2 separate regions of the Mus musculus genome follow, and region 1 is linked to region 2. Evidence: chromatin contacts called from public capture Hi-C data. All regions are on one chromosome and are shown on one strand. Each heading gives the region's core, a stretch centred on a gene start, on an enhancer-like site or on the middle of the called end of the contact. The rest is flanking DNA. Distances are from core to core; before and after follow the strand shown.

The links. Capture Hi-C pulls out chosen DNA fragments and counts their contacts.
Region 1: a contact with region 2 is called in a capture Hi-C map of embryonic stem cells, with 4 times the contacts expected there. The contact joins two enhancer-like sites. A contact is called at or near these places in 1 of 15 datasets of contacts at CTCF or cohesin (the NIH/3T3 cell line) and 1 of 9 other capture datasets (embryonic stem cells).

What each region holds. Positions count from the first base shown.
Region 1 is chr2:5,758,691-5,763,381 of GRCm38.p6, reverse strand. No RefSeq gene overlaps it. Among named protein-coding and RNA genes, the nearest start is that of Gm29857, 33 kb to the right of the region's middle. Within about 2 kb of position 2,626, at least 8 of the 459 cell types and tissues checked have an H3K27ac peak or open chromatin away from gene starts, as enhancers often do. A contact at or near this core is called in embryonic stem cells, where this site is marked.
Region 2 is chr2:5,169,784-5,174,552 of GRCm38.p6, reverse strand. All of the region lies in intron 2 of Ccdc3 (coiled-coil domain containing 3), which reads right to left. Among named protein-coding and RNA genes, the nearest start is that of Ccdc3, 34 kb to the right of the region's middle. Within about 2 kb of position 3,507, at least 20 of the 459 cell types and tissues checked have an H3K27ac peak or open chromatin away from gene starts, as enhancers often do. A contact at or near this core is called in embryonic stem cells, where this site is marked.

The sequences.
Region 1 (4,691 bases), core at 1,377-3,876, 590 kb before region 2:
ACCTTACCTTTTGTCTATATGGATGTTTAGTACTTCCAGAGTAATTTCTCAAAATAAATTTCTGCACAGAATCACTTGGGAATCATCTTTGAAAGCCAAGCGATAAATTTTATATGTTCTATATGCAGGCATGCACACATACTGACAAACAGATGTGCTCTGCATTCTGTCCCGTGGATTTACTTACCGATCTTCCCTCAAATACCATGCTCTCTTAAAATTTAGTATCTCCTAATACTGGGTGGGATAAAACTATAAAATTCCAAACTTGCTCCCCCCCCCGATTATTTTGGATAAAGTTTTTATACTTTAGGACAAGTTTGCTAACTTTTACAAAAAATTGTTTGGAAGGATTTTGATAGAGCTAATATTGAATTTACAGATAGATTTGGAGAAAGTTGAGAATACCTTAACAAATTTAGTCTTCTGACTGAAAAATATGAGCATTTGAATATTTAATTTTTCTCAATGATATTTTATACTCTGTGCATGTTCATATGTGTGTATGTGAACCTGTGTACATGTTTATGTGGAGGTCAGAGGTCAAAAAGCAGTGCTGCTACTTAGAAAATGTCCATTTTGTTTTATTTATTTATTTATTCATTTATTTATTTATTATATGTAAGTACACTGTAGCTGTCTTCAGACACACCAGAAGAGGGTGTCAGATCTCATTACAGATGGTTGTGAGCCACCATGTGGTTGCTGGGATTTGAACTCTGGACCTTGGGAAGAGCAGTCAGTGCTCTTAACCGCTGAGTCATTTCTCTAGTCCATCCATCGTGTTTTATATGGCAAGATTTCTTTCTTTCTTTCTTTCTTTCTTTCTTTCTTTCTTTCTTTCTTTCTTTCTTTCTTTCTTTCTTTCTTCCTTCCTTCCTTCCTTCCTTCCTTTCTTTCTTTCTTTTTCTTTCTTTCTTTCTCTCTCTCTCTCTCTCTCTCTCTCTCTCTCTCTCTCTCTCTCTCTCCCTTCCTTTCTTTCTTTCTTTCTTTCTTTCTTTCTTTCTTTCTTTCTTTCTTTCTTTCTTTCTTCCTTAAATGCTTTTATCTATATGTGTGTGTGCTTGGTTGTCTATGTATGCACCATATGTATGCAGTACCCTTGGAGGCCAGAAGAGGCAGATGCCCTGGAACTGGAGTTACAGATGGTTGTGAGCCACCATTGGAATGCTGAGATCAGAACCAGTGTCTCCTGTAAGAGGAGCAGTTTTAGCTGCTGAGCCATTTCTTCACTCACAGACACGCTTTCTCAGTGGCATCTGCGGCTTGAAGATTGGACTGGTAAGCCCCAGGATCCCCCTGTCCACCTCCTGGTCCTGGAATTACAAGTGCATGCCGCTATACCTGACTTTATGGGGGTGCTGGGAATTGAACTCAGGTCCTTGAGCTCGCACAGCAGGTTCTTTACTGATTGAGATGTCTTCCCAGGCCTCTTGCACCTTTCTTACACACATGGCAGCAGGCCAATGGGATCCAGAAAATTCCTCTATGGATTTCATCTCAGGTGACCCTAGGCTGCGTCAAGCTGACAACTGACATTAATAGTACAATCACTGAGTTCCACCCCCAGCTGCGAGGCTGACTGGTGTGGAAGAGAATTGAGGCAAGACCTACAGGGCTTGGGACCACAGTAGTTTTTCTCCAGGGGACTCACTGCAAGTTCAGTGCATTGCTACAACTGTCTCCTGTGTACAAGTGTCCATATTTCCAAATAGAGACATAAATGAGGATGTTTACCACTTCAGGAGCCCGCTGCCCAGGTCCCTAAGGTGGCCTCTAAGTGTTCACCCAGCTCAGAAAGGTCTTGGTGAGCAGTCTCGAGAATGATCTAGAAAGCTTAGCTGCTGTCTTGGAACACCCAGTCTGTGACATGTTGGGGCCACACCATGGTCTTCAGCTAGAAATAGATTACTTTGGAGGGAGGGTGGGGTGGTTTTTCTCTGTGAAGCAATGGAAAACACTTGTGGATTAAATGAAGCAGGAAAGCCAGTTGATGGTTGGGGTGAAAGAAAGACTTTGTTTTATATGGTTTAAAACCACAAAGGATTGGTAAAACAGGCCACGTGGGCTTGTCTGGGAGATGAAGAACATGGTTCCCTGTTTATTGGTTTAATAGCAATTAGCCACCCTCAGAATCTTGCTGAGGATCTTGGTTGCCTGGTGGAACATTGCTTTCATTACGTGGTGGCTGCTCCGGGCCTGCACTCCTGCCCTGTGAAAGCTCCTTTTCCTTCCCCTTGGGGGGGGGGGATCTCCGTTTTCAAGGGCCTTTCTTTTCAAAGACCTTCCTTCACTTGGAATAATCTTACATTTCTAATCTCTGGATTTTTTTTTTCTTTTTCTTTTTCTTTATGTTGCTGGGGATGAAGCCCAGGGCCTCACTCACTTAGCTCTCCACATCTGGTCCGATCTATCCCTCAGCCTTCATCAGTGAGCTCTGAGCAGTACAGCCTGGCTTCTGGAACATTCCATCTTTGTTGTGGATGGGCCTGGTGCTATTTGTATTTCGATGCTAATTCCATTCTCCTGGGAGGGGTTGTGGACAAGGAGTGAGTCACATACCAGGTGACTTCTTGTGAACCAATCCTCTAATGAATAAAGGAGCCAATCACTGGGTGAGTAGGTGGGACTTCCGGATTGGATGGCGGAAGAGAAAGAGAAGAGAGGTAGGGGCATTTGGAACGGGAATAGAGTAAGGGCAAGATGTAACTGCTAGAGTTTCCCGGTATCATAGTGGATCTGCCAGGATTTGCCACTGGAGGAATCAAATTTAATAAGGCTTACAAGATTGGGTTTTAGTTGTTGTGCCCAGAGAATGAGTTACCATTGTTTCTGAGCTAAGTTTGTGTGGTGTTTTTCTTCTCATGGCATTTCAACTGGGTTCCAGTGAGGACGGTATGGCGGCAAAGCATGGGTTTGCCAGATGTGCAAAGGCTGTGAGGGCTTTGAAGCATAGGGCTGGCATGGTAGCGACCCTGTGCTTCAAAAAAAGGTCAAGATAAAAAAGGACAGCCATTGCCCACCAGTGCATGCCTGGTCATGCCGCCGGGGCAGAGAGTTGCTGGCACAAGCACAGGAACATGCCGGTTCGTTTTTAATATTTCCCGCAACACATCCTCACCTGTCCCAGTGCATGCTACCCTGTGGCTACCCTGCTTACCTAAACTACCTTCTTATCATGCTGCCTCTAATGTTTCATGAGCCACCCTTTATGTGAAGTCATGCTAGACTCGTTTTCCTTAGCTCCCCCAGATGAAGGCTCTATGGTCAGTGTATTAACTAAGTATATAGGCTTGGCTGGGGGGCTGCGGCTGGCCTAGCATACCCAAGGCCCTGGGTTCAATCCCCAGTACTGCAAAAATGAATGAATAAACAAATAAATAAACACTGTCTGGCCTTGGCTACTGATTACCTTCCCCTGTAAATGGTCAGTTCCGAAGAGTCGGCAGGTTGTGACCATCCTTCTTAGATTTGCTAAGACGCTGGCACGGGTCTAGTTGCTGGTCCTCACTGAACATCAGGAAATGCCCTCTCCTCTCTGAAGTGGCTCCAAATTTACCCACTAGTGCCTGTTTGAGTCGCCCTAAATTGATGAGATGGGAACAATGTAACAATGGCAATGGTGATCTCCCCCAATGACCGACTGAGATGGGGACAATGTAACAATGGCAATGGTGATCTCCCCCAATGACCGACTGAGATGGGGACAATGTAACAATGTAATAATGACAATGACAATATCCCACAGTGATTGAGGTGGAGACAAAGCTGGAGAACAAAATAATTGGAAGAGAACAATAGAGATTTAAATGGCCATAGAAAGAACCAAGCTTTGGGGGTACATACCTGTCATCCCAGCACTTGGAAAATAGAGACAGGAAGATTGGAAGTTTGAGTTTAGCCTGGGCTACTAGTGAGTTCAAGGGCTACATAAGGGGGACTCTATCATAAACTGAAGTCTTTGGAAAAAAGGAAGGGAAAAATGAGGAGTTGCTTCACAGGTATAGAGTGTCTGTTTTATCAGGTGAAACATTCTGCAGACTAGCTATACCACAATGATATTGAACTGTGTGTGTTTAAAATGGTTAAGATATTAAATTTTACGTTATCACAATTCAAAATCTCAGGTAGGTGCTGGAGAGGTGCTTCACTGAGCAAAGTGCTTAGGGGCAAGCACAAGCACCTATAGTTAAAAAACAAAAGCAAGCAAGCAAACAAACAAAGCAGGCAGAGTAGTGTATGCCTATAATCCCAGTGATGGGAAAATGGGGGCAGGAGAATCCACCTCAGGGTTTGCTGGCTAGTTAATGTAGCTGAATTGGTGAGCTGCAGGTTCAGTAAGAGACCCTGCCTCAAAAAGAAGATACAGAGCAGTTGAGGAAGCTATTCATTGCTCACCTCTGGCTTCTGCATGCACATGGAACCATATAAAATATGCATACACATGGAAGTTTAAAAATCACAATAGGTCAGCCTCCAGGGAGGGCTCTGACCCTGGGATTCAGGCGAGATCGCCATCTTGTCTCTTGGGTCTCTCAGAGATCAGTCCACACAGGGGAGCAAGTGGGCTGCAGAAGCAACAGAGCTTCTTGGACAGGGTCCCTTTGGGCCTTCATCTTCAGCTAGGAGGCAGAGCTGAGCTCCAGGCCTCTGTGCACCTTCCCTGCCAGAGGAGAGCTTGCCTGCAGAGA
Region 2 (4,769 bases), core at 2,258-4,757:
GATACTAGAAGCCATGTTAAACGAGAGAGAGAGAGAGAGAGAGAGAGAGAGAGAGAGAGAGAGAGAGAGAGAGAAGAGAGAAGAGAGAAGAGAGAAGGCTGGGCAGTTGTGACACATGCCTGTAATGCCAGCACTTGGGAGGCAGAGAAAGGTGGATTTCTGAGTTTGAGGCCAGCCTGGTCTACAGAGTGAGTTCCAGAACAGCCAGGGCTACACAGAGAAAACCTGTCTCGAAAAAACCAAACCAAACCAAACCAAAACCAAGAGAGAAAGAAACAGAGACAGAGGTCTTGTGCTCATAAAGGAGCCCCTCCCCACCTCCAAGAGAAGAGTGTGGTCCATCTAAGTCTAAACTGCATACTAAAATAGAATTAATATTTCTTTTGCCTAGAGCAACCCCCATGGGACCAGAGCTGCTCTATGCCTCGGTTCCAGCAAAGACATACTGGCCTCCCTCGGGTCTCTAACACTTTAGAACCCCACACACCATGGCCAGGAAGTATGAGAAGTTCTAACTGGCCAGGCCTGGATTCCATGGCTGCAATTAACCCAGTGAGAATGAATGATCTAAGAAAGTCAGGGTACCATTTGAGAAAAGGTGATCTACAAAAGGTCAGAGAACCATTACAAAAAAAAAACCCCACGGTGAACAAAAAGAAAAAAGAAAGAAGGAAGGAAGGAAGGAAGGAAGGAAGGAAGGAAGGAAGGAAGGAAGGAAGGAAGGAAGGAAGGAAGAAAGGAAGGAAGAAAGGAAGAAAGGAAGAAAGGAAGAAAGGAAGAAAGGAAGAAAGAGCGAGCAAGCCAGTGTTCCTAACTGAGGGCAAGAACTAACTCTTAGAATGAAACACGGACCACAGTATCATTGTGTAGCATATGACTTATTTATAGACATGGACAAGGTATCTAACCCTGAAAAGAAATTACATTTCACCAAGGTGCAGCACATGTATTCACCAAAACTTACAGAACTAGTTACAAACCAGACTAAGAATGCATCAACCTCTAGATTGAGAACATAAGCACTGCCTCCTACAGCTGCCGTCATCAGTCAGTCAGAGGAAGGCATCCTCTGTCTCACCCTTCACTCTTTGTTTACATTTTATATATGAATGCTTTGCATCTAAGTCTACTCTCCAGAAAAGGGCATAGGATCCCATTACAGATGGTTGCAACCTACCATTTGATTTCTGGGAACTGAACTCAGGACCTCTGAGAAGATCAGAGCAGCCAGTGCTCTTAACCACTGAGCCATCTCTCCAGCTTCACCCTCCACTCTTTTACAAGACAGTAGAGCAGGAATATGGGCTAGCAACATGGCTAGGCCGGTAAAAGTGCTCGCCATGCAAGCCTGCAACCTGAGGTCCATCCCAAGAAGCCACAGAAGAAGGAGAGAATCAAGTCTTGAAGGTTGTCTTCCAAGCTTCACACAGCTGCCTCAGTACATGCAAAAATGCAAAGTAAAACATTTAAACAGTAGGAATACTGTGAACAATAAGTAAAAGAACTTTATTATCCCTCAGCACAGTCCCTGACTTATAGGTGACCTGATGCTAATTACCAAATGTTTCACCATTCTCATAGACAGAGCCATGGCCAGATAATAGATGGAGCGGAGTCCAGAGATTATAAAGAGCTCTGTAAACTCAAGGGCTGATATCACAGTGACCTTGGCTTCCCTTCCTTTGCAGCCTGGGCTGGTATTCTTAATGAATGATATCCAGTGCAGTGGGTGAGAAAGAAGGTCCATGGTAGTATAGATGAGCCTAATAATGGACGAGATGCCTGGAAAGAAAGACTCCCTTAGCAACCTGAGCATCTTTGAAGGTGCTTGTAGAGCACCTACATCCAGGCATAGCTCCATACACAATTACTGCAATCACAAACTTAGAGCCTCAGAAATACCAACCCTGATTGGGCCTCATCATGGGGGGGTGGGGGGGTGGGGGGGGTGAAAGTCACTTAGGCCCTGGCAAACACCAGCTTCATTTTCTGTGAGAGGAGAACACATGCCACGGGGATCAGGAGAAAATCTCACATCCCAATCTTACCATTGCCTGCTACCAAATGGGCACTTCCCAAGTCTTTGTCTGGAAAGGAAAAAGCAGATAGACTAGCTCAGTGCCCCAGACCAGCTATTTCTCTCTAAAACCAAATAAAAATGGAATCCAAAGAGCCTTAAAGTAGAGAAGAAAATGACTCCATCAGTATTAATGTATTCTAGTTGCAGTGCAACATTGCCCAAGTATTTATATAAATGGTCATCCCACATCAAGATTTTGCATCAACACTTTGGAGTATTGTTTTTCTTTCTATACTTTATTCCCCAGGGCCATGGACCACGGCACAAATGGATCCTGTCTCTGTGTGTCTTCAGCCTCTTCCTCAATAGGTGTAGACAGTGAGATCCTGTTAGATTGGTTTCCAAAGGAAGGCACTGAAAGCAAGAGAAGGTCAACAGAGCTCAGGCTCATTCAAGGGTTGGGGGTGGGGGGAGTGGATCAGAAAAAAAAAAAAAAAAACATGTCCCAGTAATCAGATGAAATAGGCATTTCCACCCACCACACCCCTCCCCTTGCTGATTCAGATTTGTGATAATCAGCTGCTTCATGAAGCTTCCAAATAGCCTGCTGCCAACCTGAACTTCAAAGAAAAATCTGCAAATGTCAGGAAACCCCCTTCGAACCTTTTCCCAAAGGGTAGGCGTGGAAGAAAATCTAAACCTCAGATAAAGAGATCAGTATTTAGATGTGTGTATGCCAAGTCCTAAACAGAGAGGGTGGTACACAGTGAGTTTTATAGAGGGTGATTGTCAATAACACAAATGTCACTCTTTGAGGAGATGCAAAGCCAAACTTGAGCAAAAGCCAAGAGGCTGGAGAGCTGGCTCAGAGGCTAAGATCACCTGCTGCTCTTGCAAAGGACCCCCAGGTTCAGTTCCCAGCACCCTCATTAGGTGGTGAGTGGCCCCCAACTTCTTGGAACTCCAATTCTAGAGGACCTGGCCCCACCCTGTGGCTTCCTGCACGCTCACAGACATCTACATATAAAACAGATGTTTAAGAATGAAAGCAGAGCTGCAAGGGTGAGCATTGGTACTTCTCCGTTCCTTCTTTAGTTTCCCACAACTGGTGTATTTGATATAACAATTTCCGCCTCAAATGTGCTGTGTGCCATTAAAAAATACACAGAATTGGGAATCCCCAAAGTCCCTTTGGCTAATGCATTCCTGAGAAATGGCTTTACACTTAGAACTGCGTTTCTTTTTTCTTTCTAGGACCTGCATCCATCCTACTGTTAGATTTTAAAACGCAACATGAAGTGACCAGAACAAACAATTGAAGTCCCAACCTACACACACACACAATCAGATACACAGACACAACGGTGGGGGGAGGGGGGTCTTCAAAATTCATTCAGGATTTACAGTGCACAGTTTTTCTTGAGTATCAGGCACAGGCTGGGAGGATTATTTTTAGTTCAAGCTAACAGCTTTTTTAAAAGCCAGTTTTCTTCTCTTCCTTTTATGGCTGGGACTGCTACCACTCTTGTGTGGTTTCTGACAGGCGCTATGTTGAATACATGAAGGCACGCAGAAAATGGAGTGTTGTCCACAGTGTGCACTTTCCCTCCCCTTCTCCCCTAGCCCTAAGCCACTAGCTTTAGCTAGTAGAAGAGAATGTTTGAAGAGAAGCAGAGGCCCTGGGGAGCCGCTCCTTCTCCTTCCTCTCTGTGTATGCAAGTACACATATGCACACACATGCTCGTAGACACCAGAGGACTACTCCAGGTGTCACTTACATGTCACCCCCCTTTTGGGGTCTTCTGGGCCTGGGCCTTTCCCAAGACTGGGACTTGCCTCATAAGCTAAGCTGGCTGGCTGGGCAGCCACCTGTCCTCCATCTTTCCCAGGGCTAGGATTGCAGGTGCAAGCCACCTTGCTGGGATGTTTGACATGAGTTCTAGAGACCCAGTTCCAGTCCTTATGCTTGTAAGGCAATCCCTTTGTCAAATGAGCAACCTTTATGACCTTTCTTTTAACATATCTAGGAACTTGAGCATGCTAGGCAAACACCATAGACTGAGACTTACAGTACCCATCCTTTAACTCCATCATCATCATCATCATCATCGCAACCACCATCACCACCATCACCATGAGTAATAGCAAATGTTCTTACAAAGCACTTCCCACTATTTAAGGGTTATGTAAGCTAACTCATTAACTTAAGTTTCATGACATCTACCCATCACATAGTCCCATGAGGCTTATTAACTTGGTGACTTACATCTATCTCCTCTCCTGGCTGACCACCCAACTCAGCTCCACCCTCTTTCTCAAGGCTGTTACTTGAAAAGGGCCTATCCTTGCAATTAGTCTAAGAAAAACAAGATTATTTAGGTTCAAAGGTCCTTTAGGGTCAAAGATGTGACATTTCTGGCCCATGATGCATTTTTAGAAAGGTGGCTTATGAAAAAAGACATTGTTCGGATTTGCTGTTCTTCATAAAAGTCACAAAGAAGAGAAAATACCTTTCTTTTTCAGGTCTTGTTAAGTGTAGAGTTATCCCTGGAACTGCTACAGTCCTTTTGCAATCATGAGGAAAGGTAGCTAGCCTGAAGACAAAATACATCAGGGAACACACCAAGAGCAGCAAGTGATTATCTCTGGAGACTTGATTCTCCCAAGCCTGGAACTGGGAAGAGAAGAGAGGAGGAGAAGAGGAGGAAGGGGAGGAGAAGAGGAGGGGAGGAAGGGAGGGGAGGAGAGG